Regions from separate parts of the Mus musculus genome. Here region 2 is linked to region 1. The links are chromatin contacts, called in public Hi-C maps. All regions are on one chromosome and are shown on one strand. The core of a region is the stretch at or near the end of the contact, and the rest is flanking DNA. Distances in the headings are between cores, read along the strand shown.

Evidence for each region. Hi-C and Micro-C count contacts between places; a contact is called where the count stands out from the background.
Region 2: a Hi-C map of the N1E-115 cell line shows a contact between it and region 1, with 2.4 times the contacts expected there. The contact joins two enhancer-like sites. A contact is called at or near these places in 1 of 15 datasets of contacts at CTCF or cohesin (large pre-B cells), 50 of 484 Hi-C or Micro-C datasets (B cells, CD4 T cells, CD8 T cells and 24 more), 5 of 115 datasets of contacts at active chromatin or transcription factors (acute myeloid leukemia, embryonic stem cells and epiblast stem cells) and 3 of 9 other capture datasets (embryonic stem cells, liver and pancreatic islet).

The regions. Positions count from the first base shown.
Region 1 is chr11:53,065,760-53,073,041 of GRCm38.p6, reverse strand. It overlaps Fstl4 (follistatin-like 4), which reads right to left. Exons shown (of 16, transcript NM_177059.3): 5 at 4,309-4,502; 6 at 526-649. Among named protein-coding and RNA genes, the nearest start is that of Gm11186, 51 kb to the left of the region's middle. Within about 2 kb of position 4,746, at least 8 of the 459 cell types and tissues checked have an H3K27ac peak or open chromatin away from gene starts, as enhancers often do. A contact at or near this core is called in the N1E-115 cell line, where this site is marked.
Region 2 is chr11:53,248,899-53,256,180 of GRCm38.p6, reverse strand. No RefSeq gene overlaps it. Among named protein-coding and RNA genes, the nearest start is that of Hspa4, 48 kb to the left of the region's middle. Within about 2 kb of position 3,735, at least 35 of the 459 cell types and tissues checked have an H3K27ac peak or open chromatin away from gene starts, as enhancers often do. A contact at or near this core is called in the N1E-115 cell line, where this site is marked.

The DNA.
Region 1 (7,282 bases), core at 3,497-5,996:
GCCTGTGATCTTTGGCTTTTCAGCGGTACTGGCACCTTGGGGTCGTCCAGGCTCCTTTAAGTAATTCCAATAACTCCCCGGTTCACTAAGCTGAACTTGGATGGAGTCATTTCTGTGGTCTGTCACTGATGCCAGAGCTGAGGTAGATAAACATTTCTTCATGCCTCTCCAGAAAAAATCACACGAGTAAGGTCAGAGGATGATTGTCACAGCCCTGCTCTTGTTATGCCCCTGAATCCCTTCATCAGTGAGGATACTTTTATGCAAAAGGCAGCGGGTTGGCGAGTCCTCTCCTTTCCACACATCTCCTTTTGCCCTTTTTCTCATAACTCAGGCTTGTACAGACCAGTTTCAACTTCTTTCATATTTAAGCCAAATCCACTTGGAAGATGGCTGAGGCCAGGCTCACACGTCCCAAGTACCCAACATTCAGGCTCCTGATGCCACATCAGCACCACAGGACAGGGCGGATACCTGAGGAACTTAGTTCCCATGCTCGCAGCCCTGGGCAGAGGTCTCACTTACGGAAGGCTGTGTAGAACTCTCCAAGGGTCAAGGAGCCATCGCTATTATAGTCATCAAATCGCAGGAGGTCGCTGGGTGAGCATCTGTTCAGTGAACCGTCCATGTCCTGCTCCTTTAGCACATACTGTGAGGCGAGAAGAGACAAAGCCAGAGTCACCAGTGAGCTCGGGATCATGAATGTTGCTGGGAAATGCCCCAGATCTAGCGGGGACTCAGGGTGTGGGAGCGGATGGATGAAGCTGAGCGAATGTGTTCTGTTGACACGGGCATTGGCACATCAATGCCTCAGACCCATGGGAATAGCAGAGCCCTTCCTAGGTAAGGTTCATGGATATAGCAAAGCCTCCCCTGGGTCTGTGTGCAGATGCTGACAGTGTATGGACAATATAGGCCCAGCCTCCTTTTCCTGGAGGGCTGCAGCCTGAACTGTTCCCCTACAGAAACCCCCATCCCGACTAGCCGTATAGGATGGACTTGCCTTCTCAGTTCAGATGTACAAAATAAGCTGGGTTTCTAGGCTGCTCCTGGTGCATCTTCATGAGAGTGAATTACCCAGCCAACCCCAGCCTTTTTGTGTATCTATATGCCTGGCCTTTCTTCCTTCCCTCAATGCCCTACTCAGGGCAATCCTAAAGCCTTGCAGGTTGAGGCATTGGGGAGTACTTAATCTCTGGTCTTGTCTGGTTTGAATCCCTCATTTTATAGATAAGGAAACAGAGGCTCAGAGAGGGAAGGAAGGGCCTGTGGTCGGTCTGTGGTCTCCCTGACTGTCAGACAGACCCAGGCTATCTAAGTGAGGAAAAATCTTTGGGGCTTATTATTATTATATATTTTCTTTATTTACATTTCAAATGTTATCCCCTCTCCTAGTTTCCCCTCTGAAAATCCCCTACCCCCTCCCCCTCCCCCTGCTCCCCAACCCACCCACTCCTATCCCTGGTCCTGGCATTCCCTTGGGGCTTCTTGTCTATCACTTCTGCTAATGGAGGGCCTGATCATGAGAAACCAGCTAACAGCTGAATCAGGGAGGGAACCCAGGTCACTATTTGTGATGCTTAATTTCCATTGTCAACTTGACCAGAGTTGGAATTACCTCAAACACGCCAGAGAGCTTTAACTGAGGAAAGAAGACCCACCCTAAACATGGGCTGGGTACTCAGACCGAATAATAGGGAGAAAGAAACTGCAGAACTGCGAAACCTGCCAAACACTGGCACTCATCTGCCTCTGCTTTCTAGTGGATGGCGCGGGGTGACCAGCGGCCTCATGCTTGTGTGACCACATTTTCTCACCACGATAGACTGTGTTCCCTCAAACGGCAAGCCAGAAACAAACTCTTCTCTCTTAAGTGGCTTCTTGATAGGTTCAGATCATAGCGATGAGAAAAAGAACACACCACACATCCCATCTCTGTATTCACTCCCGTCAACCACACACCAACCCTCACCACTGTTAGAGAGTTGACTCTCCACAGCACACGTCCAGAAAGCAGCTGCTGACCAGATCTGTCTCATGTTTCTGTTGCTGTGATAAAAGACCCCAACAAAAGCAACTTAAAGGGAGAAGGGGTTTTTACAGTTCTGGGGACAGAGTGCCATCGAATCATGGAAGACATGGCAGTGGCAGAGAGGGAGTGGTGGCAGAGCTATCAGGTGGCAGAGCAGGATGCTGGCTGTCAGGTTACATCTCCACTCAGGAAACACAGGCTGAAGGGAAGATGGGGTCAGGCTACAAGCCTAAGCCCACTCCCAGGCCCACTTCCTCCACCAAGACTCCATTTCCTTAAGATCCAACAATCTTCCCAAACAGTACCATTAGCTGGGAGCATGCATCCAGCCACATGAGAACATGGGGACATTTTATGTTTATGTCACAGGAAAACCTGAGCCTCCTCTGCCTATAATTGTCTTTCCAGGGCCACCAATGTCACCCCTCAGTCAGGGTCCTATTTAGGAGCTATTGGTGGATTCCTGTGGATTCCTCTGTGGTGATGGTTTAACCGAAAACACACAGAGGCTCAAGGGAGATTGCTACAAAGAAAATCAAGAGAGAGGAAATGATTTTATTTTATTTTGGAGGGGTGGAGGTAGAGGCATTTTTTCCTTTGTTTAACATTCCCAGTTTGGTTTGCTATATTAAAGGCAATTTAATGTGATAATGTTAAAAAAATGACCCTTCACCCAGAAGTGAGGGTGTTCGATAAGAAGGAGATCAACCATGACGCCTCGGATCAATCTCTCGAAGACGGAAATTTCCCTTTGTCTATTTCTACATTGGAAATTGATTAACTTTTCATAGGACCAACGAGTTCTTCCCTCCGGTGCCTCTGACTCAGTGTCAAGGCAAGGCCCACATTAGCTGGGTTCTGCTCGGCGGATTTATGAGACAGACTTTAAATATATTAAATTTTAAAGAGGAAATCACAGTCCAATTACCATGCTTGTTAATGGCTTCAAGTGCCTCTGGCTACGTCTCTGCCAGGTTAGAGCAACGAGCCCAAGAAGATCTGTTGGGAGCCACTCGGGCTTGGGAACCAGGTGCTCACAGCTGCCTCTACCCAGGGCAGGCTGATGTCACTTGCCCTGGGCTTCCTGCTCAGGTCGTGGTATGAGGAATAACAGATGGGGTGTGTTCCTGGCAGGCAATCATAATTAGCAAGGCCTCTGGACTTTCTCAGAGCCATTCTTGTCAAATGAGAGCTCCTAGCCATGCCCTTTGGGGTCTCAGCTAGAGCTGAGGGATGACTAGCACTGATAGAGTAGGGGTTTGCTGGCCCGATGACACCATGCCATCTGTGGGCAACAGGCCTAGGATGCTTGGGTTTGTGTGGTGAGTGGGACAGAGACACTGGTTACTCGATACCCTAGAGTCACAGATTCCTCACCTAAAAGCATCTGTAAAATGGGATAGTAGCAGTTCTGACCTTACAAGAGAGGATGCTGAAGGATAAAGGGGGGGGCGACGATGACGACGATGATGATGATGGTGGTGGTGGTGATGTTGCTGCTGCTGCTGCCCATTGATGACCACTGAGAACATCCTATGTGCCAAGTATAATGTTAAACGTGTCACATGTCTTACATGTTTTAGCACCATAAATTCCCATGACGACCCTGAGGCGATGAGGTTCACGGCTGAGAAATCGCAGCTTAGGAGTGAGGGGCCTCCAGAGACTCACTAGCTCATGATTAGCTTTGAACCCTGTATTCTTGGCTGCTGTCCTACAGAAAAGGCTGTATTTGTCCACCCTGGGCATTCTTAGACTAGTGCCTTTGCTGGGTGGACACAGGGCTTCCCACAAGCAAAACAGTCAGGGGGTTGGGTCATTGACATTTGGATGCTAGAGAGAACTGTCACTGGGCAGAGGCCTTGGGGACCCCCAGACTGGAGTGCCAAAGATGCTCGCTGCTGCAAGTACTGTTCTTCTTTGACATTCCTTCTGTAGAAAATGACAGGCTCAAAGCACCAAAGACTAGTTTTCTAAGGAAAACACCAGTGGGCAGCCCCTTTGAGGGAGGCTTTCCCCGAAGCCAAGAAAGCATCAAAACCGCTTGTAAACCTGGGCTGAGGTGGCAGGTGGCAGGAGACAGAATTCTGTGTGTAAGACATTCTCAGAGGCGCTGACAAGCTGTGAGTCCTAGGAAGGGTGGGGGAGAGGGTCCCCTTGGCAACTGGTGACAGAGACAATTATAAACAACCTTTCCCACCACGGAGCTTGTGTGATCCTTCACCATGCACGCACGCAGGATATCTCCTCGGGCTCCACCTGAATGCCACACCCACCTGAGCCAGCTCCAAGCTGCCGAGGTGCCCATTGCCGTCGGCATCCAAGTCCTTAAACAGTGACTCCACCAAGAGGCGCTTCTGGGAGGCGAGGCTTTGCCTGGGGGTTCCTTGTGGGAGCGGCTGTCTGCGGCTCTGGAGTGCCAGGAGGACATTTTTGAGACGAGCATAGCCAGCCATGGTGCACATGTCTCCTGTAAAAGAGAAGACAGCTGTTACGTCAGGTGCACCCTGGGGGCTGGAAAGAATGTTCTGCCCGTCAGTCAGTTTATCTCTCTCAGTTGCAAACAATTGTTGGGACATTTCCAGTGTGCACTAAACAGTGTCACCATCATAGAGCAGGGTTCACGTGTCCATCTGCCCCATCACCCAGCCTACTGATATTTAAGCCAGATATCATATACCAATACTAAATGAACCAGAGGGAGTCTGGAAAATTCTTCCAGTGGAGTCTGCAGCTGTTATCTCATGGTTCGAGGAAAGCCAGCCCCAATTCTACTCTGTCACAGTCTGCCTTTTGTCTTAATCCTATTTTAAAGGCTGCTTTTGAATGCTTGGCCTCATAGATTAGGGAGTTTTAGTTAACAGGGCTAATAATCCCTGCTTACGGTAATTAGGTACACTCCCAGAGCTGGGTTACTTGAAAACAAACATGTGTACACAAGTCCACGACCAAGAGACAAAAGGAAGCTTTAGGAGACTAAACCGAGCACACAGCCCATTAGTCTTAGGCCTTTTATCACGGCTGTGCTCGCTGAACGCGTCGACATTGCATGGTTCTTTGGCAAATGAGGCCTGTGATGCACTGTGACATGGCATGGTTTATCTTGCTGGTGACGGGGCCACCATACAGAGCGCAGCCAGTAAATAGGGGGCCGCAGGGATGTCACAGAGCAGTGCTCCTCCAGCTCTGCCTCCCCATCCAGCCAGGGGATACAAACAGTTCCTGGGCCTGGCTTTGTTGAGACTGGGGAATGCTGATGTGGGCTCCCCCACCCTCCATTCTTTAGAGAAGATCAAGGGGTGCTAGGTCTGGACTGTCTGGGGTTAGGGTCTCTTCCCTTGAATTCTAACGCCAGTTGAAGGTGCCAGGTTAAGCTCTCAGGGCCAGCCGGATAGTGAACAGGTTTGAGTTTGGGAACTCCTGGCTTTGTGAGTCCCAACTCTGCTGTTTCCAGGTTGTGTAACCTGGGAAAGTTTAACACAGGCCTCAGTGATTTCATCTGAGAGATGGGATAATACTGCATCCCACAGCGGGGATATCATGATGGTTAATTAATATGGTCACACACATCTTTACTCTGAGCCAAGGCTCAGTGATTGATAGCTACTCTCCCACTTTCAGTTGTTGGAACCTCAACGGGGAGAGCAGGGATCCACGGGAGAGCAGGGATGCACGTGAAGAGCTGTTTTTCTCTCCTGCCCTCCCTCTCTCATTGGAGAAGCCCAGATACCCTTTCCTGCACTTGTTTGTGTTTCTAGATTTTCTTCCAATTTGGGGTCAATTGATTCTTGTCAGAAACAAACGCCCATTACTATTTCCTTTGTGTGTTTATTTAGAAGAAAAAAATCAATTGCAGTGTTCAATATAATCAAATCTATTTGCTCCCTGGGAGTCACCATGCTTAGGCGGTGGGGCTCCCTCCCATCTCCCCTGACCTGCTCACATCCCTCTTGTGCCTGGCAGGTGATCCATTTTGGAGAGCTCCCAGGACCCATAAGCTGATGTACCCCATTTTTAGATCTTCATAGCTCTGGCCTCCATACTGAGCATGGTCTCATGGCAAAGCCAATATGGCTGGAAGAATGTGTCTGGTGGATGGATCTCTCTCTCTCTCTCTCTCTCTCTCTCTCTCTCTCTCTCTCTCTCTCTTCTCTCTCTCTCTCTCTCTCTCTCTCTCTCTCTCTCTCTCTCTCTCTCAAAAAACTATGTTTTGGGGAAAGAGCATGGTCTTACCTGAGTCAGTCTATCACCTTACCAAAGAGGGTAAAGTCTGGTGCTGGCAAAGGGAGCAGGAATGGGGTGGGCAGAGTGAGAGTAGGAGGGTATCTGCTGGGGTGGGCACTGGTGGAAATGTTCATTCACGTGGATACTGTGCATAAACTGGAGGCACTGTCGTTTCCCTGGGGACAGGCACCTGCACTACAGACTGGGAAGCTGGTGTCTAGAGTGACTAATGTGGTATTAATAGAAGGCTTCCCTCAGATATGCTGGTCAGAGATGAGCATTCTGAGAACCCGTGACACCAGGGCCACCAGAAGGTTAGATAGGGCAGATCAGATGGGGAGTGTGGTCTTAGGTTTACTGGTCCCCCATTCTTCCCACAGGTTCTTGGTGCTGCCTGATGCCCTGTGCAATAGCTAGACAACCTCCCCATGGCTGCTGGGGAGACCATGATGTGGTCCTGCTGAGGTGGGCTTGGTGGGGGCTGTAAGAGAGGGGGCTGTGATAACTTCTCAGGCTCTGCTCTCCTACCAAATCCTGAAGCACTTTAGGCTGTGGATGCAACTTGATTGGTTGAGTGCTTGGCTAGCCTGCAGGGAACTCTGGGTTCAATTGCCCGAACTGCATAAAACTGGGAGTTATGGTCCATGCCTGTTACCCTGAAAATCCTGAGGTGGAGGCAGGGGGATCAGAAGCTCAAGGTCATTTCCAGCTAAAGAGCAAGTTTGAGTCTAGTCTGGGTTATATGAGACCATGTCTCAAAAAAAAAAAATTCTATACTGTTGTTCTGAGGACTCAGAGGTTTTTATCCTGTGTCTAGAAGCCAAGCTGGGGGCCCAGTTGAGTAACCTGAGTCTTTAGGGTCAGTGTCCTGCACTGCCTAGGCTGTGTTGCTCCCATCTGTGTAGCAGTATGTACTGACACTCTATGTGGGCGTTCTAAGGCTTTAAGAGTGCCTTAAGGAGTAGGAGATCCATTAGGGAGGGGGAGTGGAGCAGAGGCTCAGACCCGCTGTGTGTGAGCTATGCT
Region 2 (7,282 bases), core at 2,486-4,985, 180 kb before region 1:
GATGCGGTATTTTCAATGGCGACAAGAATAGCCACCAGTGCTCTGGGACTCACTCCACAACTCCCCTTTCTGGATGGGGAAAGGGTCAAAGCTGGTGCTCGTTATAAGCTCAGTAGCATAGCTGACTTCTGGAGAGCCACGTGTCTGCCATAGTGGATGAGGACTTTCAAAAAGCCACCCTCAACATGGTGTTACCATAGTCGCTTCAAATCTGTGGGGAAACCCACCTAAGACCCTTCGAACCTGTGGTGGTGCTAAATCCTATGTATATTAGATTTTCTCCTATACGTACCTTTGATAAAATTCAGTGCATAAGTTAGGGAGGGTAAATCAGATGTGATTTCACATGCCTATAGTCTCAGCTATAGGCAGACTGAAGGGCAGGGGATCAGGCATTCAAGGTCACGGTAGTTCCTTAGTAAGTTCTAGGCCAGCCTGGAATCTATACGGCTTTATTTCAGGGGGAAAGAAAGGGCGGTAAGAGATGAACAGTACTGAGAGAATGTTGAGATGTTCTGTCTTGTATATAATAGACACTATAGGCTGTACTATATAGTGTACTAGTATGCTGTATATTAGTGGAGTACAGAGCACACAAGGCTGGGCAAAGGGATGGGTGGTATCCTAGGAAGAATTGAGCCATATAACATGAGGTTTCTGCACACTATTGAGGGTAGTATGTAATTTAAAATTCACGAGTTATTTCTGGAAATTTCCACTTAATGCCTTCAGATCATGGCTAACTGTAGGGAACTAAAACAGGAAGTCAAGGCCGTGGATGAAGGGGCCTACTGGTTTTGAAGTAGCTCTCATTTCTTTTGTAAAGCTTTATTCCATCTATTTATTTTGTGTGTGCACTGCACACTTGTGAGGGCCAGATACACGTTTTAGGAGTCAGTTCTCTCCTTCCACCATGTAAGGTGTAGAAATTGAACCCAGGTCCTCAGATTTGGGGCAGGTCCGCTCGTCATCTCACCAAACCCAGTTCTCATTTCTTAAGTTTCTTCTCCAGCCAGCTCTGGTCTTCTGCGAGCTGCAATGCCAATGCTGCCACATGGGGGCGCCATCGTTCTTTCTTTGTTATGGTAGGTTGTTGCCAAGCAGGTCAGAATCAGCACACCATTCAGACTTCAGGTTTGGAGAAATTTGGAGAAGAGAAGGTGGCTCCTCCATCTTTGGGTTAGTGAAGTAAAGCCAAATCAGTCTGGTTCCACACAACAGCTAGACGTGAGAGTGTTAGTCACTAATCTGTTGTGTTGTGATGTTTCATCCTCACCGTCAACCTGACGGCTTAGAATCACCTAGGAGACACACCTCAGAGTGCCTGTGAAATTGTTATCAGAGATGTTCACCTAGAGAAGGAAGAGCTCCCCTAAATGTGGGTGGCACCACCCCATGGGTCTGGAGTGAATTAAAAAACCAGCAAGTTGAAGGCTGGAGAGATGGCTCAGCAGTTAAGAGCCCTGGCTGTTCTTTCCTGAGGATCTGGGTTCCAGTCCTAGCTCCCACACAGTGGCTCACAGCCATCTGTAGTTCCAGTTTCAAGGGATCCAGTGCCCTCTTCTGGCCTCTGTGGGCACTGCACACATGTCATGTAGACATAGACAGGCAAAAACACCCACATACATAAAAATAATAAAGACATGTTAAAAAAATGGAAAAATGCAGATCGTGGAGACTGGGGAGTGTGGTTCAGTTGGTTAAAATGCTCGCTGTGCAAGGACGAGGAGCTGAGTTCAATCTGCAGAACCTGTGTAAAAAGCCAGATGTGGCGGTGAACACCTATATCTTAGTGCTGTGGTGGCAGAGGCAGCAGATCCTGGGGCTTGTTGCCCAGCAGCCTAGCCCATTTGCCACGCCCTGGGCCTCAGAGAGAGAATGTGAGTTGAAAACCAAGGAGGATACCTCCTCAGGAAAAAATAGTACCCAAGGTTGACCTGTGGCTTCCACGTATGCATGCAATTCCCCACCAGGATGGGCAGCGCCCTTAACCAAACCAACCCTTCCTTCCAGAAGTTGCTTCTGTCAAGTACTTGGATGCAAGTAACTAAGACACACCTAGAGATCTGACCACTAAAGTGTGGTGTTACTGGGTAATAACGAAGACTCTTGCACTGATGTTAACCTGGGGTAGACACTAGGGTAAACACTGAAGAGTCATGGGATAGACAGACACTGGGGTGGACAGACACTGGAGTGGGTAGACAGACACTGGGGTGGGTGGACAGACACTGGGGTGGGTAGACAGACACTAGGGTGGACAGACACTGGTGTGGACAGACACTGGGGTAGTCAGACACTGGGATAGACAGACACTGGGGTGGACAGACACTGGGGTGGGTAGACAGACACTAGGGTGGACAGACACTGGGGTGGACAGACACTGGAGTGGGTAGACAGACACTGGGGTGGGTAGACAGACACTGGGGTGGACAGACACTAGGGTGGGTAGACAGACACTGGGATAGACAGACACTGGGGTAGACAGACACTGGAGTGGGTAGACAGACAGCAAGCAGCATATACAGACACCAATATACCAGGGTTGACAGAGACTGGCATAGACATTTATGCTACCTGGAATCAGCCTGAAACCCTCCCCTGTCTCAGCAGGTCCCAGGCAGTCCCGAGCTTCCACAGCTTCAGGAGAACCTTCCTTCCTGTCTCTAGCAAGCCAGGGTAAGTCCTGAGAGGGCCCAGCAACTGCAGAACCCTCCCCCTGGGAGAAGTGGCTGTTAGCCTCTGGGCTGGAGTTGAGCTACTTTCTGTTCCTTCTGTGACACAGGACTCTATCCCAGGGCTTCACGTGCACTAGCTAAGAACCTTTACCAACTGAGGTACAGGCTAGCCATTTTATTTATTTTGAGACTGGGTCTCATGTAACCCAGGCTGGCTTCAAACTTGAACTCAGATCCACTAGAGGACTTTGAACTCAATCTGCCTCTATGTCCTAAGTGTTGGGATCCTAGTTATGCACTACTCTGCCCAGTTTATGTTGTGCTGGGGACTGAACCCACGGCTTCATCATTGCTGGGTTAGCAGCCCTACCACCTGAACTACCTTTGCCGCCCCAGTTGTCCTTTCTAACCGAGCCTGTCGTCTCCAGCGTTCTGACTCAGGTACATACATAGTAAGCCATCCCTCCCTCAAACTAGAGAATGGCTCTCTGGCATGAGGGATCCTGGCTGCTCAGGGGCTGTTCCTGGGTCAGCTGGCCACGCCACACCATTTCCATTAGTTCAGATCCAGCTTCAGCCTGCTCTATACAGCTTTCACAGATGCTTTCGAAAGGAGCCCTAAATCAGAGCCAACTCATCAAGTGGCTCTGACTATTAACAAAATTGCTTCCTGCTAATTTGAGTTTACAAAATAAATGGCTCCTGACAATCTGGCAGGGCTGCGTGGCGGGCACCCCACCCACCATGTGCTTTGGGTACAGGACAGGGCATCCACAGGGGAACAGGGGAGCTCTGGCCCAAATGCCATGGCAACCGTCAGAGAGGACTTGGGGCTATCACAGATAGATAGGCTGAATTATTTGCTGGGTTTGTTCATCACTCCGAGGAGTCTGGGATGCTGCACTGGCCTAGCAACATGGTTACTACAGGGCCTGCAGCTGCTATTATGCAGCTCTTTGTCTAGCTGGGCCTGCAAATAAGTGGATAATGAACAGTCATCAGGCAGAGAGGGACAGTGCGGCCCAGACAGCTGAGCCTGGAGCTGAGAGAGGCACAATGGAAAGAGAGGGCTGGGGGACAGCTTGACCCCAGGCATGCAGGGAGCAAGGGGCAGCACTGTGGGGTAGAAAAGAATCCAGGGCAGAGGTCAGTCAGGTCAGATACTGGCAAGAGCTTGAAGTTCAGAGCCATAAAAACCTTGTCCAGTGGGAAGATGGCTTAGGTGGTAAAGTGCTTGTCACATACGCATGAAGACCAGAGTTCAATCCCCACCCAGCATCTATTTTAAAAACTGCCTGTCTTGGTGATATATGCTCCTAATCCCGGTGCTGAGAAGGTGGAGATATTCATCCCCTGGGCCTTGATGGCTGAATCAGTTGTGCTCCAGGCATGATTCTCCAAAACAAGTGGGTGCCTCCTGTGGTAGCCCCCCAAAGGGGTAGCATTATTAGGAGGTGTGGCCTTGTTGGAGTAGGTGTGGCCTTGTTGGAGGAAGTGTGTCACTGTAGGAGGCGGGCTTTGAAGTCTTATATAAGTTCAAGTCTCATGCAGTGAGACAGTCTCCTTTTGCTGTCTGGCCCCAGCTCCATGTCTACCTGCACACCACCATGCTTCCTGTTACAATGGACTAAGCCTCTGAAACTGTAAGCCAGTCCCAGTTAAAGGTTGTCCTTTATAAGAGTTGCCACGATCATGGCGTCTCTTCACAGCAATGAAACCCCAACTGAGACACCTCCTGAGGGAGGGAGGCCACCTGAGGGTGACCTCTGACCTCCACGTGCCCTCTCTACCCAGTCTGAGACAGGGTCATCCCCACTGTTCACTCCAGTGCAAGCATTACCTGGCCCTTGCGTTTCCATCTTGCCACAGGAATGCTGGGAGGAGAGAGGACCATGTCCAGCTTTTCTGTGGGGTCTGGGGATCTGAACTCATGCCTTTATACGTGCACGGTAAGCCCTTTGCGCACGGAGCCACCTCTCTAGCCTTTATAGTTTGCTTCTACAAAGTCTCATATAGCCAAGGCTGTCCTTGAACTCTTGATATTCCTGCCTCAGCCTCCCCAGTGCTGTGATACCTGAATTTGGGTTCTGGAAGGCTGGCGAGGGGGTGGCAGTCTGATGGCATGTGGTGGTCTGATGGCATGTGCCACACAAAGTATAAAGTGTAAAGGCAGCAACTGGTGACTCCCTTTTCCTCCATGCCAGGACTGGGGTCTTTAGAATGATCCCGAGTGGCCCGTCCTCTGATGCACCTTGAACCAGGGACTGGAAGTGTGTTTTTCTGCATGGTGCGATGGGTAATTACCAGCACACCAACACTGAAACGCAGCCTTGGCTCGAGGAACGAACACAAAATGGCAAGAGCAGAGTTTCCGTCGTAGACCTCCCGCACTTAACATTTATGAGTGCCCATAAAAGGCAAGGTTGGAATTGTATCTGCAGTTCCCAAGCACACGCCATCATTTTACACACTCTAACATCTGTTTTAAGATCACAGCAGAGAGTGTTGGGTAATTGGCTTCCTTTTGTCCTGGGCCCATCGGTTAGGCCCCATCAACTCGATTATAAATTCTCAGGGATTTACCAGTAAACAGCATTTGGGGAGCCCGATACTGTCATTCTGCAGCTCGGGTTCGCAAAGAGGCTAAGAGTGGGTTTATTGGTGCTTCCCTGCGCAGCCGCAGGGCCACAGCTGCAGCCTGAGACACAGGCTCTGCTGGGAAGCCCCAGACCCAGGGTGAGGTGGTAGCAAAAAAGAAAAGCTTCTGTGTTCTGTGCCTCAGTTTCCTCCTGTGTAAAATGCAGCTGGTGATGGTTGTCCTAATTCCCTAGGGGCAACTTGAAGCCAGGGCACAGAGCATGTTTAGCATTGTCTGGCTATCATGGAGAGACTCCTACAGGGGGACACTGCTCCTAGGGAAGCAAAGAGACAAAGACAAGCTCTTCAGATGGCCGTTCATAGGGGCACAGGGCAGGGGTCCTAGAGGCATAGATGGCTGACCGAAGGTTCCAAAGGTCTCCTTCCTGGAGGCAGCTGTGAGGGCGGGCCACACTGTGAGATAAGATGCAGAGATCCATAGCAAGGCCTAGTAAAGGCGGGGAGCCGGGATGGGGGTTGGTGGGGGGTGTGTGTGGCCATGACAGGCATTTCTCCTGGACTGGGGCGCTGGCATCCTTCTTGTGTTCATGAGCTGGGTAGTCCCAGTAGAAGGGGATAGCAGGAACCCAACAGGTCTTCCGGCCCAGGCTCTGGAAGAAGGAACAATGTTCTGAGCTTTCTCTTTGGGTCTAGTGACCTTAGTTCAGCCCGTCTGGTTTCTTGCTGGCCAGGGCCAGCTTTCCTCATAGGGTCTGGAAGTTCCAGCCTGGCCCCTCTGGGAGGGCTTTTCTAGAGAGGGGTAATGAATGGGTTCCCAGAGAGCAGACAGACTGCAGTAAGATAGTCCCTGGGGCCCAGCCCTGGAGTCTGACACAAATTTTCCAGACCTAAGCGTCCCAGCTTGGAGCCATAGGTGATAACCAAGTCTAGCGAAAACTAACCCAGGCAGGCAGCGGCTGTCAGGCAGAGCTCTGCACCTGGCACTTACCCCTGCAGGATCTAGGGAGTACTGTGGAGCTGTCTGCTCTTTTGTTAAGTAAGACCAGAAGTTGGCATTCAGCTCTACTGTAGCAGTGGCTGAATGCTTGCCCAGCGTGTGTGAGGCCGGGGGATCTCTCCCTAGTACAAGTCAAAACAGAAAAGAGAGAAAAAAAAATCTTGTTACTGCTTTTACCAGTTCCTTGCACCTGTGGAAGAGGCTGGGTTTGAAATGGACCCTGCCTAAGTCACTCACTCCTTTTTTTTTTTTTAAAGACTTCTTCTTTTTTTTTTTTAATATTTATTTATTATATGTAAGTACACTGTAGCTGTCCTCAGACACTCCAGAAGAGGGAGTCAGATCACGTTACGGATGGTTGTGAGCCACCATGTGGTTGCTGGGATTTGAACTCCGGACACTTCGGAAGAGCAGTCGGGTGCTCTTACCCACTGAGCCATCTCACCAGCCCCAGTCTCTCACTCCTAAGTCTGCATTTTTTTGAGACAGAGCCTCAATAAGTAGCCCAGGCTAGCCTTGAGTTCACCCTGTCATCCAGACAGGCTTTGAACTCGCCATTCTTTTGCCTGAACCTCTTGAGTACCTGGGATCGTAAGCATGAGCCACCATCCTGGCAGGAGGGCTGTTCCTGTCCTCTTTACTTGCTGTGTGACATTAGGCGAGTTATTTAACCGCCTGAGTCTCACGTGTAAATGCAATCAAGGGATTTAATGAGTTAACGGCTATAAAATGCTGAGACTGGGCCTGTCAGAAAGCTTAGTGCTCGGTGTGTGTGGTGCACAGACATACACGCAGGCCAACACCACATATAAAAGTGAACAAATCTCTAAGAACGAGAGCAAGAGCAAGACACCACACACACACACACACACACACACACACACACACACACACACAGAGTGAAGGGGGAGGGAGGGGAAGAGAGAGGAGGGAGGGGTAGGGGGCGAGGAAGAGGAGGAAGGAAAGGGAGAGGGAGAGGATACTTTCAAAATAAGCTAGTTCCATGTCT